Regions from separate parts of the Sus scrofa genome. Here region 2 is linked to region 1. The links are chromatin contacts, called in public Hi-C maps. All regions are on one chromosome and are shown on one strand. The core of a region is the stretch at or near the end of the contact, and the rest is flanking DNA. Distances in the headings are between cores, read along the strand shown.

Region 1 (6,799 bases), core at 2,113-4,612:
CCTGGCATGCAGGCAGGGCTCAGCTAGGAGGCTCCAGCTTCTGTTTCAAGAGCTTCTATTTTCGGGCGCAGTCCTCAGCCTGTTCTCTGACGATTGCTCCGGTATCAGAGCGAGCACATCTCAGACCTTTTTGGAAACGCCAGCTGCACGGGAGAAGAGCTGGCGCTTGTATGTGTGGTCGGGAACGGGCTTGCGACACCCCCTGCCAAACGGACAGGCCCCTCTGCCCTCCTGACCCGGCCGCGCGGGCCTCCACTCCGGGGCACTGTGGCCTGGCGGGGTGGGCCTGCCCGCAGCGCAGGCTTGTCTGCGGCCTGTCCTGTGTCCTCGGCTCTGCGTCATGAAGCGCTGACAGCATCGCTGTGTTTCACCAGCTCGGTGAGCGGAGCAGCTGGGCCGAACCGAGCGACGGAGGCCCAGAGGGAAGGACCCGGGACACGGGCCGGGCGTGAGCTGCGAGTCTGAGCGGTGGGTTGCCTCTCACGCACTCCCTGGGCACGCGCTGGGGCGCTCACCGGGCGCGGGGTCCCCCTTAGCGAGGACGCGGTGGGCCACGGGCAGACCCCCCTCAGGCGCTGTTCATGAACAGATGGGGAACAGCAGGGAAGAGCCGGTGTCGCCGCAGCCCCATGGGAGGCCGACCAGGAGCCGGGGCCCAGCTCGGGCACCGGGGGCACGGAGAGTGACTTTCCACATGGGGGATAATTGGCTTATCTTGTGCCCTTTCGCTGAAGTCGCCTGTCAGCTGGTCTCTGGGGGCTCTGCCGACTGCACCCCCTGCTGCCGGGGGTGGGGGTTGGGACAGGGCCAGCCCGTGAGCCCCCCTCCCAAAGAGCTACATGGGGGAGTCGGATGTGGCCACCAATTCCGCTGGTTCGAGGGCCGAGGTGAGCAGACGGCGCCCTGCTCCCCTGGCCGTTGGCTGGTCCTTCACAGCGTGCAGGGACCTTCCCGGACCCGCCGGGAGGTTGCACCTGGCAAGCATCTTGAGCGCCTCTTGAGAAAAGTGTCAGGCTGAGCAGGGTTTGGCCGTGGGGTCCACAGCCCCCGTTAGCTTCCGCTGTCCTGCTGGCTGCTCAGCCGTGGCAGCAGCCCAGCACTTGGCACCACCGCAGTGGCCGGCCAGGCCTAAGGCGAGCATGGAATCATGGGAATTCTACATCTTCCCCAGGAGCCTGCTTTCCCCCCATGTCTCGAGCTGGAAAATTCTAGTGAGCAGACTCATCTGCCGCTGTGCCTGCCCGGTGGGGGCTGTGAAGCCATCAGATGCCCCCTTCTGTGATCCCCAGTCTCCGGTGGTGTTGCCATCTGCCATTCGTGGGTATTTCTGGTGGCAGAGTCACAGCACGTTAGAGGCGGGGTCTGGCCCCCGGGCTCTCGTGCGCAAGCTGCCTTCCTCGAGGACAGAAGCGTTCCCAGGGCTGCTCTTCCTGCTCCCCAAGGGCCCCAGGAAGCCCTGCCTTTCTGCCTCACGGAGCCCACAGGCCAGGAAAACGTCCACCGCTAGGCTTGGCTTGTCGCCGGAATTCTAGCCTTGGTGGCTGACCTGGGGCTGGGGCTGCCGGTGACACCACGGAGATGGCAAGAGGGCCTGGGGGCAGAAGGGCTCGTGCTGAGTGTCTGGTCCCTGTCCCTGCCTCCCGGCCCCTGGCTGTGTGTGCCCTGCCGCACCCACCGCGACGCTGGCTTCCTGCAGGGCTTATGGAGAGCGCTGTCCACGGGAGTTGCTCTTGGGGCTCAGCGGGTTGTGAACCCAGCCAGGATCCACGAGGACTCAGTTGCATCCCTGGCCTCGCCCCACGGGTGAAGGATCCAGCGTTGCCGTGAGCTGTGGCGTGGCTCGGATCTGGCGCGGTGGCTGTGGTGTAGGCTGGAGGCTACGGCTCCGATTTGTCCGAACTTCCACATGCCGCACGTGCGGCCCTAAAAAGCCAAAAAAGGACCTCGTCCGGGACGGGTCATTTGCAGAACTGCCTTGCGGAGCCTTGCGGAGGTGGGGGGGGGCCTCAAGGAGCTCCCTGTCCCTCGTGGCAGGCCCCTGCATCCGCCTGGTCCAGCTTTCGGGGTGTGATCCTCGACCCTCTAAGCGGGGGGAGCTTGTCACACCCCCTTTCTCAGTGGCTGTGTCCAACGGCCAGAACCCTGTCTCCCGACCCCACCCTGGCTTCGCTCGGTCTCTGGAAAGACCGCACTTGGGCGTTTTGTGACCCGTGCCGCAGGCTGCCCTTCCCAGAGGCCAAGTGATCGGCCCCGCTGGAGAGGAGACGCGGGGTCCGCCGCGCTGTCTGCTTTTAGGAAGACCGGGTTCCCGTTAGGCCATCGGCTGTCTGACCTCGCTGGCTCCATGGCCGTCGTGGCGGGGAGGAGCCCCCGGGGCTCTTTGGTGGGGGCTGGAGGGGGCAGGGCCGTCCGTCCCCTCTAAGGCCAGGTGACCGGCACCCCGGGGCTCGTCCCCGCAAAGGGAGAGGCCAGTTTCCCTGTGCCTGCGCTGTCGGCGCCCAGGGGCCTCTCCATGTTTGCTTTAGGAATTCCGGACGTGTGGTTGAGCCCAGTCTGGGGCTGGTGGGTAAAATCTGACCCCTCTGCCCTGCGAGGACCCGTTAGGCTGTGGTGCTGCGTCCCCCCGTCCAGCGAGTGGCCTGTGCAGGCTCTCTCCCTGCTGGCACGTGGCTCATGGCGGCCCTTTCTCCCTGGGCCCCCGCGGTCGTTGTGGCGAAGAAAGCTGCACTGAGCGAGCTGTCCCACTGTGACGGGGTGGGGGGGGCACGTGGGCTGCTGTCGTGGGGCACCTTTTGGGCGGCGGGGAGGAGAGTGAAAGCCAAGTGGGTCCCACCTCGGTGTTGGTGACTGTCACACAGTGAGCCTGGGTGTCACCCAGGAGCTTGGAAAGGGTGTCACATCCCGAGTGCTACCCTGGCTGTCCCAGCGTGTCCCCTGGAGATTCTGGCGTCTGTGGTCAGAGGCCCCACTGCGTGGCAGACACCACAGGGGAGGGGGCAGCACCCCCCCACTGTGCTCCTGTCACCTGCCGTAAGACAGTCCCAGGAGGCCCCCAGCCGCGGATGGGGTGAGCTTCGGTTTGTTTGGTGATGCCTCTCATTGTGACTGGGTGACCTGTGACTGTTAGGTCTGCTGCTCCTCCCTCGTAGCTGGTCCTGGTCCCTGCTAGAGATCCTCCGTCCCTGGAAAGCCACCAAAACCACTGTGGCGATTTGGCGGAGACCCTGACCGGCAGGGCCAGCTGCTGCTTGGCGCCAGGCCGGCCACGCCCCCGTCACAGACGCGCCACTGTCACGTGGGCTTTGACCAGTGACCCACCTGGGCCCCGAGGGCTGCTTGCTCCTCCCTCCGGAGCCCTGGGCCTGGAGGAATTTCCCCGCCCGCTCTGCAGGCCCTGGACCAAGTTGTTACCGAATTCTTCCTGCCTCCAGGGGTATCACCCGAGCCTTGGAATTTTTTGTTGTTTTTTTAGCGTTGTTCTGTTTGCTGTTGTATTATCTGTTTCTAGTAGGCGCTGTCTATCGAATTCTGGTTGTGTTTTCAGATGTGCCAGAACTTTTCTGCCCCAGCCTGTCCCCTGCAAGTGGGACAGCTGCTGCGTTATGGTCACCATTACAAGCTGCCCTCTAAAGAGTGATGATCCCAGACTCTGGCTGGGTCCCCTGCACTTTGAGGAGGGAGGGGCCCCACCCTGCTCCCGCCGTGGCTCAGCCAGGGCTGAGGGCCTGGCGGGAGTCCCTGTGCCTGTCCTGGAGGCTCTGCCTGTGCTTTGGCTGTTGCTCGGGGCTGTGCACAGTTGCTGTGTGGATAAACGGCTTCAGGTGCAGACGGCCATGGGTTCAGGCAGCGGTAGTCTGGCCCCGGCTCCGTCCCTGGGCTCCTTGCTTCTGTGTTGGGTTCAGCCTCTGGGAAACCTGGCCCTGCGGGGGCCTGAGGCTGCTGAGTTTCCCTGTGGTTTGGGGGCCTCCCCAGCGGGGTCTCCGGCAGCCCAGGCTGGATTGCCCATGGTGGCTGGGCCCGGGTGCGCTGATGGCCGGGGCTGGGCCCGCTCCCCGCCTCTTCCCCACGGGAAGCCCGGGCTCTGTCTCGGAGAAGGGACAGGACGTTGGGCAGGTGGAAGCGGCAGACAGAGTCTGCTGTCTCCAGGATGGAGTGAAATTCGGCTTAAGGAACCACCCCCAGGACCGGGCACGGACTGGAGGCAGGAGTGTTCCTTTCCATACCGAGCAGACGGGCTCTTGCAAAAGAATTTAAATTACGGTCGATTTCTGGGACTGTGCTACCTTCTGTTGAAGTGGTTTAGTTGTACATACTGTCTCCATGCTTTTAAAATGCTCCTTTCTGTTATGGTTTATCCCCGGAGACTGGTAGAGCTCCCTGGGCTCTGCAGTGGGGTCTCGCTGTCATTCCAGATCTGGCAGTTTGCATCTGCTGTCCCCAGACGCCCGGTCCCTCCTTCTGCCTCCGGAACAGCAAGGATCGGCTCTCCGTCTGTGCAGCCGAACAGTCTGGCTTTTGCCATGGCATCTGCAGATCTCCCGCGGCCTTTCTGGAGCCTGACAGACGGGCGTGCCACCCACAGGGAGGCTTCCCCAGGCCAGCCGATGCTCACTGTCTTTGGGGCTGGTTGGCCTTTATCAGCTCTGTGTGGTTACCAGTGGTTGTCTCATGTACATCAGAAACTCTGATTCTTGGAGTCCCCATCATGACTCGACGGTTAATGAGCCCAACTAGGATCCATGAGGATGCGGGTTTGATCCCTGGCCTCTCTCGGTGGGTTAAGGATCTGGCGTTGCTATGAGCTGTGGTGTGGGTCGCAGACGTGGCTCAGATCTGGCATTGCTGTGGCTGTGGTGTAAGCTGACAGCTACAGCTTCGATGTGAACCCTAGCCTGGGGACTTCCATGGCCCTAAAATGCCAAAAAAACCCACAACCTGGTTCTTTCTTTTCTTTTTCTTTTCTTTTTTTGGCCCTGCCTGGGGTCTGTGGAAGTTCCTGAGCCAGGGACTGAGCTCACAGCACAGCAGTAACCCAATCCACAGCAGCGACAATGCCAGATCCTTAACTCTGAGCCACCAGGGAACTCCTTATTCTTAATAAAAGTAATTATTACTGCAGTTTCAAAATAGGCTTTTCAGGGAGTAGAGAGGTGTGGTCGTGAGCCCTGGTCCCCCCATCCAGGGAAAAGACTGCCTGTCCTCTGGCTGCTGGCCCAGCTCTCTGGGTGGGTGCAGAAAGATTTGTGTGTCTTGAATAGAAAGTCTGAACTTGAAATCATTTTGTTGTCTCTGCCCAGAAATATTTTAAGTTGTAACAGAATTGTACAAACGTGTGTGCGTCATTTACCGTAGCTTGTGAGGTAGTCATTAATACCCGGTGATTGGACTAGATTTCCGAGGGCATTTCTGGCTGCTGATGTTCCTTTGGTTGTCAGTAAGTAACTTAGGAAAATAAGGCCTCGTATTTTTTTTTTTTTTTTTTTCTGGTGGCTATCTTGGCCTAAACCCTTGACAGTGTTTATTTTTCCTTGCTTTGACAGTCCCCTTCCCCGAGCCATCTGGCCTGGAGGTTCTTAAAGGACTGGACGTTTGTGAGCGACCCCAGGTCCCCAGGCTTGAGTGACGAGCCGGAAGGGCTCAAGTGGTCCTGTTTTCGTGTCCTTGGCTTGGGCAGGCTCTGCTGGCCAAAGTGGAAGGCAGCGGGCACACAGGACCGGGAGTCTGGACAGCGGAGCCTGCCAGCTAGTTAGGACGGAGCAGAGCTCGGGCCCTGGGGGGCTCCGGGGCCTGGCGGGGACCGGCAGGTGTTGCTGGCAGGAAGACATCTGGGCGTGTCCACCCGGTCCTGAGGTTGAGGGCGAAGCTTTGAAACGGGAGAACGCGATGAGGTCTTCGGGGCGGGGTGATGGAGCCTCGGGGCCCACGTCCTCCTCTGGGGCCCGGGCAGCGTCGGACCCGCGTCGGGCGAGGCGTGTGGCACGTGGGCCCTGAAGATGGTTCCCGAGGTGCCCTTGGGGCCCCTTCTCCCATCTCGTCCTGTGGGCCACTCTTCCGCAGCTGGGGACCCGCAGGCAGCCGTTCACAGTGTCTGCTCCTTTTCAGAACAAATACTGCATGAACCCTGGAGGCTCGGGGGTGCCCTGGCCCCGACCAGAGGGCCAGAGGGCGGACAGCAGCCCCCGAGGCCTCGGTCCTCCCGCGGAAAGCTGGTGCTCTTCGTGAGGCCTGTAGTTTGTTCTCGGGCCTCATCAGCGCTGCCTCTGCCCTTGGAGGAGGGTGGCTGGGGACGTCTGCAGCGCCGGACCCCAGGCCACCTGCTTCTCGAGGGGCGGGACAGTCCCCCCTGCTTTGTCCCCCGTGGGTGACAGGTGGGGAGCCAGTGTCCCCTGGCTCGTAAGGACACCGAGTGTCTCCAGGGCCCCGGCGGGCCTGTGCTTATGGGGTCAGAGTGCTCCTTCTCCTGAGGCCCGTCCCGGGTCCCGTGTGGCTGTGGGTGTCACCGTGAGCCAGCAGCCTAACCACGCTGGCTGGGCGGGTCCGTCGGAGCATCTGTCCGGGTCCTGGGAGGCCGGCCGGGCAGGGAGGGCGGCCTCTGGGGTTCTGGGCTGCAGGGGAGGCTCCCGACGCCCCCGAGGCTGGGAGGCTGCGTGGGCCGGCAGGTGTGCCGAGCGGCCTCCTATTTGTGCGGCCCCCGTGTGAGAAGTGGTCGTTGGTTTCCTGTCCCTCCGTTTCCTCATGGCTGAGGCCCGGGGTGAGGAAGGCGGGCGTCCGTTCCTCTCGGGCAGCAGCGGCGCAGCCC
Region 2 (6,799 bases), core at 2,541-5,040, 110 kb before region 1:
CCACGCCAAGGGGGGCTCCATCCTGGCCAGCTACCTCAAGATGCTGCCCATGGGCCTGATGGTCATGCCGGGCATGATCAGCCGCGTGCTGTTTCCAGGTAGGACGGGCCCTGGGCGCTGGCGGGGCCCCGCAGCGGGAGGCGAAGGCAGGGGCCAGCTGCCTCCCCGCCTGGGGCAGCCACAGTCAGAGGCGCCCCCACGGGGCCTGACCCGAGGCCGGGCGAGACCGCCTCCTGCTGTGCGACCTCGGGCTGAGGCAGAACATCTCTGTGCCGCCGCCCCGGCCACAAACTGGGGAGCAGACCGCCCGGTCACAGCACGCGTCTGCACCCTCTGGAGTGTGAGGTGTGTCCTCTTGGCTCCCGGGGGCCGGCGCAGGTGGCCTTTACAGGACGCCGGGGCTGAGGGTCCCAGGCACTGGTAACGACCTGCCGAGTGTGCAGCCCCGCCCGGCTGCCGCCCCCGCCCCTCGGGGAAGGGCGCCCGGGACCCCCGTGCGCAGGGACCCCGACCCACCTGTGCCTCCTTGTCCGCCGAGCGTGGGGCCTGCATCCTCGTCAGAGTGCCCGCCTCTTCTCTCTCCCGACCCTGGGCCCACGAGGGGCCCCCCAGGGGTCCGGCAAAGGTCCCCCGTGTCAGGTGAGGGGCACTCAGCTGTCGGCGGGGGGGCTGGGCCGGCCCGTTGGCCACCTGCTCTGAGTGGCGCCTCCGGAGCGTGGCCGAGCGCTCCGTCACCTCGAAATACTCGTCTGACACAGAGGAGGAGGCCACCGAGGGCCGCCGGGGGCCAGGGCCTCGGCCAGAGCTGCCCGAGAGGCTGTCCTGGTCACTGAGGGTCACGTAGTCGTCGTCGTCCTCCTCCTCCTCCTCCTCCCCATCTAGCCCATTGGGCACCGCCGCCCCCTGGCCGTCCGGGGCATCCGTGGACAGCTGCCGCTGCAGGGGGCCGGGGCCGGGGCCCGCGGTCCTGGGCGGCCCAAGGTCCGTGCTGTGCTGGGGCGCCTCCTCTTCCGGGCTCTCCAGGGCCCAGCCCAGGCCGCCGCCATCCCGGGCAAGCAGGTCCGCCACGGGGACCGTCCGGGGCTTGGGCACGGGAGGCCGTGGCTCGGCGTCGCCCTGGGGGAGGCCGTTCTGGGCGGGCACCCCGTTCGCGGGGCCGGCGCTGGAGTCCTGGCTCTGCCTCCAGGCCTGGGAGGTGTCGCGGATCTTGATGCGGTTCATCTGGCTGGGCTGGGGGTTCCAGATGTTGGGGTCGATGATGTTGATGTAGCCCAGGATGTCGCTGCCGGGCTCCGGGTCCGGCTCCACCCACGTGGGCAGGTACTCAAACATGTTGGCTCGCTCCAGGTTGAGCAGCCCCGGGTGGATCGGCGGGGGTGGCTCCGGCAGCTCCGCCGGCCGCTCGGCCGGGTCGGGGCCCCGTGCCCCCAGGGGCCTCGTGGCCTCCTGCTTCTCGGAGGACGTCTTGGCGAGCTCGTCGGCACTCTTGGCCTTGACCAGCGCGTACTTGGGGTTGACGAGCTTCTTGGCCATGGTGCCCGAGGGCACCAGCGGGACCACAGAGGGCAGCACGATGGGCTCGGGCTCGGGCTCCTTCTCCATGGGGACGCCCTTGAGGCTGACGCTGTGCGACGTGAGGTACAGCTCCTGGAACTGCCGGTCGAACACCTCCACCACCTGGCCGGACAGCACGGAGATCACGTTCCGGTCCGTCCTGGCCGCTGACCACGTGAAGCTGCAACACAGGGCGGGCCGCCTGCTCAGGCTCGGGGCCCGGGCCCCAGCCCCTGCAGCGGGCCTGAGCCAGACCCCAGCCCCGTGCACCCACAGGCCAGGGTCCAGCAGACTGTGGCCACAGAAGGGACTGCGGAGAAGTGGGCAGGACACAGGGCACCAGCCTAAGGGGCAAACCTGATCTGGGACCTCCTGCAAGCCCCCCAGTCTGAGCCACTCCCCGCCTGCGACGAGCTCCTCCTGGGTGCAGCCCGGCCAGCTGGTGGTCTTCAGTGGCTTTGCCACTGCCCACCCCGAGTGGCCCCTGCACGACGGGGCTGGCAAAGCTGGGCCACGGCCGACCTCATCCTGGCCCAGCCCTGAGGGCGGCTCTCGGGGTGACCACCCTGTGGGCCTGGCCCCACCGAACCTCCAGGTCGCTGACACCTGAGTCTGGAAGAGCAGCCTCTCCTCGGGTAAGAGCCCGCCTCTGCCTGCTTCCAAGATGGGCGGGCAGTGTGTGGGCGTGCCCAGTCCCGCTCACACCCTAGCATTTTGGGGACCAATGAACTGGAATAACTGAGGCGCCACAAGGCAGGATTAAGGGCAGAAAGCCAGAGAGTCACCTGTAGGAGCCGCAGATGGCCCGGTCTCCGTCCACGAACATGAACTTCTGGGCCAGGGCGCCCTTGAACTTGGTGGCCGAACGCGTGAAGAACTCTGTCCCTCCGCTGCTCCGCACCCTGAGATTCTGCGTCGGGGGCGGGAGGCCGAGTTAGACGAGCTGGCACTGACCCCCCCCCCCAGCCCAGAGCGTCGAGGTGGGAGCTTGAGCCCGGGACCTGGAGAAAGGGCTGGCATGTGTGGGGACCTCAGGCTGTGGCTACAGTGGGACCTGACACTGGAGGGGGGGGCACAGGGTGGTCCTGGTGTGGCCTGAGGGGTCCACAGAGCAGCCCTGCAGCACCAGGATCCCACGCTGGAGGGGGACAGGCCAGGAGAGGCGCTGGGGAAGGCTGAGCTGACCGGAAAGAGCAGTCCAGGCTCAGCAGGACAAAGGCCTGGCGGCAAGAGCGACGGCCTGTTTGAGACCCATGGGGCTTCGGGGGAGGAGGGTGGGTGACGGGGCCTGCAGAGCGGGCCCAGCCAGAGGCTGATGAAAGGCCCTGCGGCTGCTCGGAGCCTGGCATGGCCGGCAGAGGGCAGCAGGGAGCCAGGGCACCATTTAGAGCAGGAGTGGTGGGTTGAGGCAGCACATCAAGATGGTTTTTGGCGTCCAGAGGGAGTGAGGCAGAGGGCAGAGAGGGGACCCCTGTGCCAGGAGGAGGCGGGCCTGAGTCCAGGCAGGGGCAGCGGGAGAGAGCAGAGAGCTGGAGGCAGCCTCCACTCCAGCCCGCAGCCCCTCTGCTCCTGAGCCCGTGGCTTTTGTGACAGGCCCAGACCGCTCGGCTTGGGGCAGCCCTAGGGCAGTGCCCTCGGAGGTCGAAGGGCAGGGCCTATGGATGCCCACGGCCATCCCGTGGGGCCCAGCTCAGAAGGCAGGTGAACCTCTGCTCCCAGCCCAGCTCCCTGGGCCCCCTTGGCAGCTGCCTGTCTGCACACAGCCAGCTCAGCAGGAAGCTGGCCTCGGCCCAGGACAATTAGTGCCCGTGACTTTGTACCCAACACAGAGCACGCTGAGGGACCAGAAGCCTGAACAAAGATCTTGGAGGCGGAGCAAGGCCTTCCCGCCACCTGCACCCGACCGCAGCCCAGCTCGCGGCTTCTGTGGGTCCCTGGCCCAGAGCGCCGCGTGCTGGGCCGCAGGCCGCCCCTCGGCTCAGTTCCCCTCTCACAGCGCCCGCCCCACCCACCCCAAAGCCTGCCCACCAAGGCCTCGGAAGCTCACACCCACATCCACCTGGAGGGGCAGGGGCGGCCTGGGCTACGCCGGATGCTCTGTGTGACTCTGAGCGAGCCTCTGGGCCGCGCTTGCCCTGCCCGCACGCTGGGGGCTGGCCGCCAACTGCAGGCCCACCCAGCCTGGGCTCAGCAGCGGGCGGGGGCTGTGTGCTCCCGGGCGGGCCCCGCCCCACGGGGCCTGGCCCAGATGAGGTAACGTCTCGGGAGCCAGGCCTGGGCGAGCAGAGGTGGAGGAGCCACAGGGTCCCATTGTCCCTGCGCCTGGCGCCCCCCGCAGAGCCGGCGGCAGGCCACAGAGGACATGTGGGGTGCTCTGGGCGGGTCCCCACAGCCTCTGGAGCTGGCTCCCTCCTGTGTGGGGGGGTCAGGATGGCCAGGCAGCATTTCCCCGCTCAGGGCACTTCTGCCCCAAGCGTGTACGGGGCAGGACGCAGTGGACCCGAGGGCTGGGGTGGCCCCAGCACCCCGAGCCTCCACGGAGCCTCCTGTGCTCACACCGGGCTGGTGGGAGGCCAAGGGACAAGCCCAGGCAAGTGGGTCACTCTCGGGCTCTGGTCCAACACGACCCCAGTCCTGGCGTGGTTACACACCTCCGCGTTCTCGTCTGTGAAATGGGCCTCCCCCGACCCGCCGCTGCAGGGCTGCTGCGCTGTGCTCGGGACGGCCGGGACTGAGCGGGCTGTGCTGCGCGGCCTGACAGGCGTGTCGTCCTTTCTGCGTGAGGGGCAGTGCGGAACCGGCTGGGAGGACCGGAAAGCATCTGGGGCCCAGGGAGGCCGGGAGTCAGCCGTTCGCTGTGGTCAGGTGCCTCGGGGGCGGAGGGACTGGCCCAGGCCTCCTGGTGCCCGGAGTCCAGCCCCCGGGGACTGAGGACAGCCCGCAGCTGCACGCTGGTGGCTTTTTCACCCTCCAGGGGCCTGCTGGCACCTCCTGGGCCTGAGGAGGAGTGGGGAGGCCCAGAGACCTCCCTGACCAGGCCTGACCGGTGAAAGTGAGATCAGACCAGCTTGGGGACAGACAGCCTGTGTCCCCATGTGCTGGGCGCCGGGCCAGCCTCTGCCCTCCTCTCTCTCTGTAATGGGGCAGGTGACCAGCGCACCCTGGCCTCCCCTAGGCCGTCCTGAAGCTGGGATGGAAATACTGCTGGCGGCGGGGCCGGGGGTTCCTGGCTTCTCCCTGGCCGAGGCCGCCAGGCACTGCGGCCTTCTGGGCGGGTGGACCTCTGTCGGGGCCGCCGTGCGCCACAGGCTGTTTAAAAGCCTCCTGCCCGCCACCCACCAGACACCAGCAGTTCCTTCCTGGTCACAGCCATTGCCAACGTCTCCGGACAAGGCCAAGGGCCCTGGCCAGGAAGGCTTTTGGTTGAAAAGCACTGCCCTGGGTCCATTCTGGAGCCAGGCCGGGGTCAGGGAAGGCAGGTCGGGAGAGGCAGCGCAGGGCACCCAAAGGGGGCCGGGGCTAGCTGTGCAGCCTGCAGCCTGAATGCCCACCCCTGCCCCAGCCAGCGCCCTCCCCCGGCCACGCCGCCTGGCCCTTCCGTGCTCATCAGAAACGGGTCCAGCCTTTGCCCAAGTGGCTGCTGGTTTTTCCAGTTTGGCTGCACAAAGCCGACTAGCTTTTCACATCAGCCGAGCAGGCAGCTCACAGCTCTGAGCCCATCCTAAGCTGTGAACCTCAAGGCCCAGCCTGGTTCCCACCCGCTCTGGGCCTCGCTCAGCACGGTCCAGCCCCTGGTGTGACGGCCCTGGGCCTGTTCCCCACCGGAACACGGGCACTCGTTTCCACACTTCCTGCCTGAGGAGTCAGGGGCCAGCAGAGCCGGTGGGCAGAGGTGCCTGGGGACAGCTGGGCACCGGGAGGGGCTGGCGATGTCCTCCCACCTCACCTGGGAACCAGGCGCGGGCTGGCCTGGGCAGCACCAAGGCCATTTCCAACACGTGTGGTGTGAGCTCTGGGCTTCAGGCTGGGGGGCTGCCTGGAGGGGGAGCTGTGGGGGGAGGCGGTCCCCAGCCAGACCACAGCTCAAAGGGGGACAGGAAGCCCCTTGGCGCTCGACCAGAGCCGGGGCCTCATGGGAGGGGCTGCGCCGTCCCCGACCAGAGAGACGGAAAGGGACTCGTTACCTAGAGCCCGACCCCCACGTGGCCGCCGTGACTCTGCACGGCAGCCCTGCCAATGAGTGACAGTCCTTCCATTTTTCAGACGAGATGACTGAGGCCCAGAAAGATCAGTGTCTCTGCCCAGTGCTACAGGGCAGGTGGCAGAGCTGGGGCCCAGGCCTGGCTCCTAGCGTTGCCCCCAGACTGTCACCTGGTACCCTGTGCTCACCAGCATGACCCCACCAGGCAGTGGCTCCCCCTGGGCCCACAGGGCCTGAGGGCAGGTCGCTGCAGAACCGGGCAGGGGCGGCGGGCGCCAAGGGCGGGCCCAGAGATTACCGGCAAAGGAAGTGCTCCCGAGACAGGCCCAGGCCCGGCCGGCCTGCAGGCAGGGAGGCAGGCTCTCAACAAGGTGACACTAGGCCAGGGCTGGGCCCACAGGAGCCTCTGGCCACCTGCCCAGGCAGGGAGGGGGCGGGCTCAGAGGTGAGAATGAGGCGGCCAGAGTCCCACGTGCTCTTCCTATGCTTTCCGGCCTTCCCACAGCATCCAGCTCCTGGGCAGGGCACCCTGTGGACCTGCCACCTTCCCCGGGGCAGGTGGGTGGCAAGCGGGAGAGGCTGAGCCAGAGACCCCCCAGTGCCAGCTGCCCCCACCACACTTCAGGCTGTAGCCTCATTTCAAGCCTCATGCCCTCCGCCCAGGGTCAGGGGTTACCGCCAGCAGCCGTGCACCTCCCCTCAGCTCATACAGCGCCTTCGAGCCACTGTCTCCTCCGCTTTCATCCTCAAACCGCGCCAGGAGGCATCCTATAGCCACGAAGCGCTGGGGGCGTGGGGAGGTGGGGCCCCATGCCAGGGGGTCAGCGGTCAGGACACCAGTGGGGGCAGCACCTGGCGGCCCCGCTGGCAGGTGCAGCCTCGGCCAAAGACACTAGACCCCAAGGGTGTGTGGCCCCCTGTCTGTGCCAACCTCCCATGACTGGCTTCCAGGTTCAGCCCCGGCTGGTGGAAAGCCTCCAGGCAGGTCCCAGCCTTCCTCGGGCCTCAGTGTCCTTGTCCGTCCTGCGGTCACCTGGCCTGGGT

The links. A called contact is a pair of places that touch in the nucleus more often than the background predicts.
Region 2: a contact with region 1 is called in a Hi-C map of heart right ventricle, with 2.3 times the contacts expected there. The contact joins two enhancer-like sites.

The regions. Positions count from the first base shown.
Region 1 is chr12:60,201,099-60,207,897 of Sscrofa11.1, reverse strand. The region is part of intron 1 of EPN2 (epsin-2); the gene reads left to right. Among named protein-coding and RNA genes, the nearest start is that of B9D1, 42 kb to the right of the region's middle. Within about 2 kb of position 3,362, at least 30 of the 83 cell types and tissues checked have an H3K27ac peak or open chromatin away from gene starts, as enhancers often do.
Region 2 is chr12:60,310,257-60,317,055 of Sscrofa11.1, reverse strand. SLC5A10 (solute carrier family 5 (sodium/glucose cotransporter), member 10) reads left to right here. Exons shown (of 15, transcript NM_001012297.1): 9 at 1-98. It overlaps FAM83G (protein FAM83G), which reads right to left. Exons shown (of 5, transcript XM_005654009.3): 3 at 2,340-2,464; 4 at 517-1,735. Among named protein-coding and RNA genes, the nearest start is that of FAM83G, 17 kb to the right of the region's middle. Within about 2 kb of position 3,790, at least 20 of the 83 cell types and tissues checked have an H3K27ac peak or open chromatin away from gene starts, as enhancers often do.